Linked DNA regions of Sus scrofa: region 2 is linked to region 1. The links are chromatin contacts, called in public Hi-C maps. All regions are on one chromosome and are shown on one strand. Each heading gives the region's core, a stretch centred on a gene start, on an enhancer-like site or on the middle of the called end of the contact. The rest is flanking DNA. Distances are from core to core; before and after follow the strand shown.

Region 1 (3,863 bases), core at 15-2,514:
TCTTTTAGTTCTTGCCAAGCTTGCCCTCCACCCTGGTCTCCTAGAAACAGTTATTCCCTTGCTCTTTGGGTTCTTATTCCTGCATGCCTCTAAAGGAAGTTTGGTCTTTGTTTGCTTGCATCTGACTTTTGTGATGAAAAATAGGGAAAGTAGAGAGACAAAGTGGTAAAGAAATTGAGAGAAAGCCAGGGGCGGAAGGAAGGAAAAGAAGAAGGAGCCTACAAAGCCGGGGCCAGAGGAGGCCGTGTCTGTGGAGGGCGGGAATAGTGAGTGGGGGCTTAGAGTTTAGAGTTTCCTGAACAGCAGGTGTATAAGGGAGCTGGAGAGCAGTGGACAGGAGTTTTAAGAAGGACTTCTGAGGGTTGCGAATTAGACTTCCCTCCTTAAAAGTTCCCCAAGAGATGTATTAATGCTTGCAATTACATTCAATTTTTATCAGTGGCTACACACGGTTTCTCTGAATAGAGCAGCAGCTCAGGAAGAGGCCACCTAGAGCCCTGATTTTTTAGAGGAGCTGCACAATCGTTTTTACAAGCATTTACTGAACACCTATTTTGTCCTAATGATGCAGAGACAAACAAAAGGGCAAGAGTTTATCATCAAGAATCTTACCAAACAGGTGTCTGCCCTCCTGCCTGGAATGATTGCCAGACCTTTGCCCCTCTTGCCTGTTTGCTCTGTGGATCTGCACCCAGTAGGAAGCAAAACAAAACAAAGTCAAGGTTGCTGCCATGGGAGGGGTGGACTCTAACCCACAGCGCGAAAAAGCACTGAGAGGCCGCTGAACTCAAGCTCTTCATTTTACAAATAAGGAAAAGGAAAGCAGAGGATGAGGCGGCTGCCCCAGGTCGTGGTGCAGAAGGACCCCGACAGGCACTGGAAGTACCTCCCCCTGACCTTCTGTCTTCTCTCAGAGGGGGCCTCTCAGGCAGTGCTGGGGCCTGTCTGGGGGACCCCTGCCTCCCCATCACCCCATCTCCCTGATCTAGAGTGGGAGCCGACCCCAGTTGTCAGGGACTTCCAGCGGGCTGGGAAGAAGCTGGAGGCTGGAACCCACTGTTGCCATGGAGAAGGTCTGTGATGCTGGTCCCAGCCTCCCCTGGAGGCAGCGCGGGGGCCTCTGGGCTGCGCTCAATTCCTGCCTCCCCGGGGATTCTGGGGTCGGTGGCGCCACCTCCAAGCAGGCCAGAGGGCCGTGGTCACTCGGTGTCGCGTTTCGTGGAGGGGAGGTGGAGGTGGGGGTGGCTAAAGAGACTCTGCTCTCTTCTGGGGAGTGTGGACATCTGCCTCTCCCCACAGCCCCATCCGCGGGAGGTCCATTCAGTGAGATAAGTTGACACTTGGGAAGATCAAAGGTCATCGAGTCAGCGGCAATTCGCTCCGGTGATTTATCAGCCGTGGGGGTTTGTTGAGGTGGAAAAAGAAAGGACAGTTCTGTGTGAGATGCCACCAAAATGCTGCCTTCTTCTGGAGGCTGGGCAGGCGGCAGTGCCCTGTCCCGGGCCATTCGTCCCTGGTTCCCTTGTTCCTTTGGCACAGGGAGTGAAAGTGCTGCACTGGGTGATCACTCTCAGCCGGGCAGGGAGCCTGCCGCCTCCCTGGGATGCCCACACCCTGGCTGGGACGAACGGTCAGGTCAGGAGCAGGAACTGGGATGGGGGCCGACTTTGCTGTCCCCAGTCCTGTGGGTCTGCTAAGTCCTGACCACTGCAGGGGGCGGGGGAGCTGGTCCTTTTTCTTCTTCACTTTCTCTCAGACTCAAAGGGGCTCTGCCCCGTGCTGCCTCCAGAACGGTTAATCAGGGTGATGCCCTGGAGCCACCGTGCCCTGGGGACACCCGACTGTGGGCCAGTGTGCACAACTGTGACCTCAGCCTTTCCCATCCGCTCCCAGAAATGCAGGCCATGCCAGTGAATTTATTACATGATCCTGAAGGAGTCACTCAGTGTCTCTGGCACTCGGTTTCCCCACCTGTCAATCATTACCTCTGTCCAATCAAAATAGTCCAGACATTTTCCCAATCATGCTTCCTGCCACCATCAGCCCCCTCTCTGTATCAGAAGTCCTGGGGACATTTATTTAAAATATGTGTACATGTAAAATGGCATATGATAGCACTTATATCTGGAATCTAATATACAGTGCAAATAAACGTTTTCACAGAGAAGAAACTCATGGACTTGGAAAACAGACTTGGGGTTGCCAAGGGGGAGGGAGAGGGAGTGGGATGGACTGGGAATCTGGGCTTCATAGATGCAGACTATTGCCCTTGGAGTGGATAAGCAAGGAGATCCTGCTGTGTAGCACTGGGAGCAATATCTAGTCACTTGCGATGGAGCGTGATGGAGGATGATGTAAGAAGAAGAAGGTATATATGTATGGGGGACTGGGTCATCTTGCTGTGCAGTAGAAAATGGACAGAACACCGTAAACCAACCATGATGGAAAAAATAAAAACCATTTTTAAAAACACCTCTATTTCCAAACCAAACCAAACCAAACCAAAACAAAAACCCTTCAAAAAAATAAATGAAAAAATAACATAAAAAGTAAATAAAATAGAATAAAATAAAATAAGTGTATATGTCATATGGATTCACTTTGCTCTACACCTGAAGCTAACACAACAGTGTTAAGTCAACTGTGCTCCAATAAAATTTAAAAATAAAAATAAAATATGGGTTCGGAGATCCCATTTGATTTAATGGTGCTGGGATGGGCCCAGGCATCTGAACAGCCAGCAAACTCCCGAGGTGACATTTCAATGCATTTTGCTTCTCTTGGGCAGCTTTCATGAATAAAAATGTACATGCTTGAACTCACTCCTTCCACATTAATTAAGCATCTGCGTGGCAGGTCCTGGACTGGGGGCTGCAGTCACTGAATGATTCTGTCCTCAAATCCTCAGTCAAGGGGCTCAGCCAAGTAACCCAGGTCCTGTGAACCTGTGACCCCAGAGAATGGACACATGGCTGTGGAGTGGGGGAGTGGCACCGAGGCCGCAGGAAGGGGCTGTTGGTGAGGTCAGAGGGGAGGCTGTTTGGGGTCGAGGGACAGCATCACATTTATTGGGAAAAGAGGTGAAAAGCCAGGCTTAGCAAAGAGCTAGAACATGAACTTTCTTTTCTTTTCTATTCTTTTCTTTTTTTTTTTTTCCTTTTCTAGGGCCACTCCTGCGGCATATGGGGGTTCCCAGGCTAGGAGTCCAATCAGAGCTGTTTTTGCCGGCCTAAACCACAGCCACAGCAACGTGGGATCTGAGCCGCGTCTGCAACCTACACCCCAGCTCACAGCAATGCCAGATCCTAACCCACTGATCAAGGCCAGGGATGGAACCCGCCACCTCGTGGTTCCCAGTCAGATTTGTTAACCACTGTGCCACGACGGGAACTCCTAGACCATGAATTTTCTAAGGAGTTTGGACTTTATCCTAAAGCGTCAAGTCTTTTTTTTTTTTTTTTTTTTTTCTTTTGTACAGGAGTGACGAGCTTTGTCTTTTATCTCCCTCCCCTTTTAACCTAAGAAAAATACACAATCATTTCTGCCAGCCCGGTCCCCACCCCACAGTAAACATGGCCCTGGGTTTGGGGCTGGATGCTCTTGAGTGTCACTTCCTCACCACTCCCCTTCCAGTAATGAGGAAAACCCAGACGCATGGTCCTCAAATGCCAGCTGAATATCTGAGTCCGTATCTTCCCTAATTCTACCAGGCAGGGACTCTGAAACGTCTCACTGACTTCTAGCGACTTTACACTGGCTTGGTCAAAAAGCATTCCACCTGTTTAACCAGCTGGAATATGCAGTCGTATCTCATCCATCCCTAGGGGTTTAGCTGGTAACCTCAACCACACCAAAGAGACTGG
Region 2 (3,806 bases), core at 494-2,993, 170 kb after region 1:
GGTCTAGGGGATCCCGCTAGGCAAATTCAGATTTAGTTGGGTGCTAGTAGCCACAAAACCAAGGATTTCTGGATGTGATGTCCCCTGAATGTTTATTCCTTATTCTTATAGCGGGGATGTCCGCCAGGTCATTGGGCAACTCCAAAATGATTTTTTGTTTGATTTTTGCTTTTTAGGACAGCACTGGTGACATATGGAGGTTCCCAGGCTAGGGGCTGAATCGAAGCCATCAGCCTACTCAGGATCTGAGCCATGTCTGCAACCTACACCACAGCTCACGCAACGCCAGATCCTTAACCCACTGAGTGAGGCCAGGGGTCGAACCCACAACCTCATGGTTCCTAGTCAGATTCATTTCCTCTATGACACAAGAACGCCCAAAATGATTGTTTAAAGCAAGACAATGTGCTTATGTGGTGAACTGTACCACGCAGAGCCCAAACCTGAAGATTGACACTTAAAGCTTGACAGAAACATTCCTTTTGCAGTAAAATAAACACTTTTCCCGTCTCCTAGATAAGATGAAGTAATTTTTTGATTAATCCATATGGTCTGTCCTCTTGCCTAAAGACAACAATTTTCCAGTTCCCTTCCTCCAAGTCTTCATTATCAATAAATGCCTGTGATATCAGCGGAGAGCGTGTTTAGCCCACACATCCGGCTGGTATCTTAATTGCAATAACGTCTTGTCACAAACAGCCGGAGCCGCGATGTATGGAAACACTCGATTCTTTTTCTCTCCTTCCCGTGCTCCCCCCATCCTTCCAATCGCCTTCTCACCCTTCCAGCCTCATGGAGCGGGAGCCGGGAAAGTCTTGCAGCATTCCTGAAAAGTTACATAAGACACCACAAAGTAGATAACATTGTATGTTTCAAGTTCAAAATGCAGAATGTTTATGCCTGCAGGGAGAGAAGAATGAAAGAATGTCCCTTTCAGGAATCCTATCTGAAATGACTGGGAGGCTGACAAGTGTGTCCCTTATAGGAAAATGATGTTTAAGGACGTTTGCGGGTTCTTTACCACCCGGTAAATGGCAAGTTCTTTGCTCCTTAAGAATAAATAATAAGGATCTAAGCAAGCATCCATGTGACAGCCAGTGAGGCTGAGATTTCCAAAGTTTCCTTTGAGGCAGGGGCCATGGAAGGAGGGTTTTATTTTTTTAATCAAATTTATTTTTTATTAGCATATAGTTGATTTATGGTGGTGTGTCCATGTCTGCTGTACAGCATGGTGACCCAGTCATATCTATATATACATTCTTTTGCTCGTATTATTTTCCATGAAGCTTAATTTTAGATCCAAGAGCAGGATCTTTGTGCTGAGAACTAGGCTTCTGTTAATGGTATGGAAGGAAAGGGACAGAGAACCCCAGTCTTGGCTTGGCATGAAAGAAAGGCAAGCCAAGTTTGCTCCTTGGCATTTGACCAAGTTTCTAATGCCTAACTTGGAGATAAGGAGTTAGGTCTGTCCCATACTCAAGTCTTCATCACAGCTGCCCTTTCCCTCTGGCATAATACAAGCCTTCTCTGAGAACAGAAGTAACTGTGCTGTGACTTAGAAGAGGAGGTCATTTGGTTCGAAAATGGGGGCATCAAAAAAGAGAGGTTTAATGTGTAAACAGATTTGCCCAAATCAATATGCCACACAAAGACGGTTCTTCCTAGCCCTCTTGAACTTGCCCTTCCCTTTGGCGAGGTCAGTCGCAGTGGACACGCAGCCCCGCAGCTGATTCCAACACATTGCAACAGTCTCCAAGGCAACGCCGACTGAAGGTCATCCCAGTGCTGCCTGATTTCCAGGAAGCTTCTGGGCGCTCTGTTCTTTGTGGTCTGGCATCACGATGGAACATTTAACCTGAGCACATGTGGAGGAGGCTGGTTGGTTCCGACAGACTCTGCATTCTTTTCTCTGGTGGGTCAGGTGTGTGAACAAAGCTTGGCCCCCACCTATAATGTAAATATTTTTGAAAGGTTTGTAGCGTGTGGACATGACCTCTGCCCAGTGCACTTACCACCCATCGAGATAAGTAACAACAGGAGGGAAATGTGGTAAAAGCATCTTCCTTCATTCGCTTGGGAGGTAAGGGGGCGACTTGGAAAAACGAGGAATTAAAGAGGAAAGAACAACACGCAAAGGTTTGGGGTTTCTTTTCTCTCCCCATCAACCCTTATTCTTACTGTTTCTCTGCCATCTTGCTGAGTTTATGTATTTTATGTCTTGTAATAGAGTTATGTTATGGGTAGGATTGAGGAGTGCCGAATACAACTGAAATAAATGTGTTTATTTTACCAATGAGTCTTATCACGGCAAGGACTCCCCTTTATTTTATTTTTATTGAAATACAATGGGCATGCAAAAAAAAATATATATATATATATTTAATGTATACATCCTTTTTTTTTTTTTTTTTTGTCTTTTTAGGGCCGCTCCCATGGCATACGGAGGTTCCCAGGCTAGGGGTCCAATTGGAGCTGGAGCCTCCAGGCTACACCACAGCCATGGCAGTGTGGGATCCAAGCCACATTCTGTGACCTACACCTGCAGCTCACAGATCCTTCACCCACTGAGTGAGACCAGGGATCGAACCCTGGTCCTCATGGATGCTAGTTGGGTTCGTTAACTGCAGAGCCACAATGGGAGCTCCTATTGAATGTATACATCTTGATGAGTTTGACACGTCTTCCTCTTTATGTTAAAGAATGTCTCAGCCAGGTTTTTCTTGCATGAGTACTTAATATCATTGATGCTATTTATTCTTGCATGTTTTCATCAAAAGTTGACAGAACCCAGAGTCCCCCTTGTGCCTCAGCAGTAACAAACCCAACTAGTATCCGTGAGGATGCAGGTTTGATCCCTGGCCTCGCTCAGTGGTTAAGGAGCCAGCATTGCCATGAGCTGTGGTGCAGGTCACAGGCATGGCTCGGATCTGGTGTTGCTGTGGCTGTAGGCCAGCTGTAGGGCAGCAGCTACAGCTTTGATTGGATCCCTAGCCTGGGAACTTCCATATGCCATGGGTGCTGCCCCCAAAAGACACACACACACAAAAATTAGCAGAGTCCCTTCTAAGCACCAGACACTGTGCAGAGCCCTGGGGCAAGGAAACGGGAATTACATGCAAGCCCTGTGGAAGTCAAGAGGAAGCAATTGACCAATTCTGATGGACAGTGCGGTGTAATGGTCTCGAAGGGATGACCTTGAAGCACAAAGGAATCAAAGGATCCTTAACCAGGAAAGATCATAGGCCTCTCTGTAGCTCAGTTTCCTCATCTGTAACATGGGCACAAAAATACTTCCTATCGCATCTCAGGAATTGAATCCTGTCTTAAAGTGCCTGTCTTCTAGTTGTAACTCATTCCTGGTCCAGCAAGTGTAGGGAGTTGCCCATTTGGTCCCTGAGTTGCAGTGACTCCCAGTGCTGAATGGGGAGGTATTCTAAGTAGAGATGAAAGGGGAGTAGGGTTTTCCTCATTTATTAGGACTGATTCTCCCTGTGGCATCCATTGCTTTGTAGGGTTAAATTAGACAGAGATGCGGTGAGTCTTCTTCAGCTGGAAAGGAACCAGGTCCTGGGCAGAATGTGGCTCACAAAATCTCTAGACATTCTAGGAGTTCCCGTCATGGCTCAGTGATTAACGAATCCGACTAGGAACCATGAGATTTGGGGTTCGATCCCTGGCCTTGCTCAGGGGGTTAAGGATCTGGCATTGCCGTGAGCTGTAGTGTAGGTCACAGACACGGCTCAGATCTGGCGTTGCTGTGGCTGTGGTATAGGCCGGCGGCAACAGCTCCAATAGACCCCTAGCCT

Evidence for each region. A called contact is a pair of places that touch in the nucleus more often than the background predicts.
Region 2: a Hi-C map of liver shows a contact between it and region 1, with 3 times the contacts expected there. The contact joins two enhancer-like sites. A contact is called at or near these places in 1 of 5 promoter capture datasets (liver) and 2 of 47 Hi-C or Micro-C datasets (both in liver).

What each region holds. Positions count from the first base shown.
Region 1 is chr7:8,792,342-8,796,204 of Sscrofa11.1, forward strand. No RefSeq gene overlaps it. Among named protein-coding and RNA genes, the nearest start is that of EDN1, 42 kb to the left of the region's middle. Within about 2 kb of position 1,265, at least 8 of the 83 cell types and tissues checked have an H3K27ac peak or open chromatin away from gene starts, as enhancers often do. A contact at or near this core is called in liver, where this site is marked.
Region 2 is chr7:8,959,813-8,963,618 of Sscrofa11.1, forward strand. No RefSeq gene overlaps it. Among named protein-coding and RNA genes, the nearest start is that of PHACTR1, 140 kb to the right of the region's middle. Within about 2 kb of position 1,744, at least 11 of the 83 cell types and tissues checked have an H3K27ac peak or open chromatin away from gene starts, as enhancers often do. A contact at or near this core is called in liver, where this site is marked.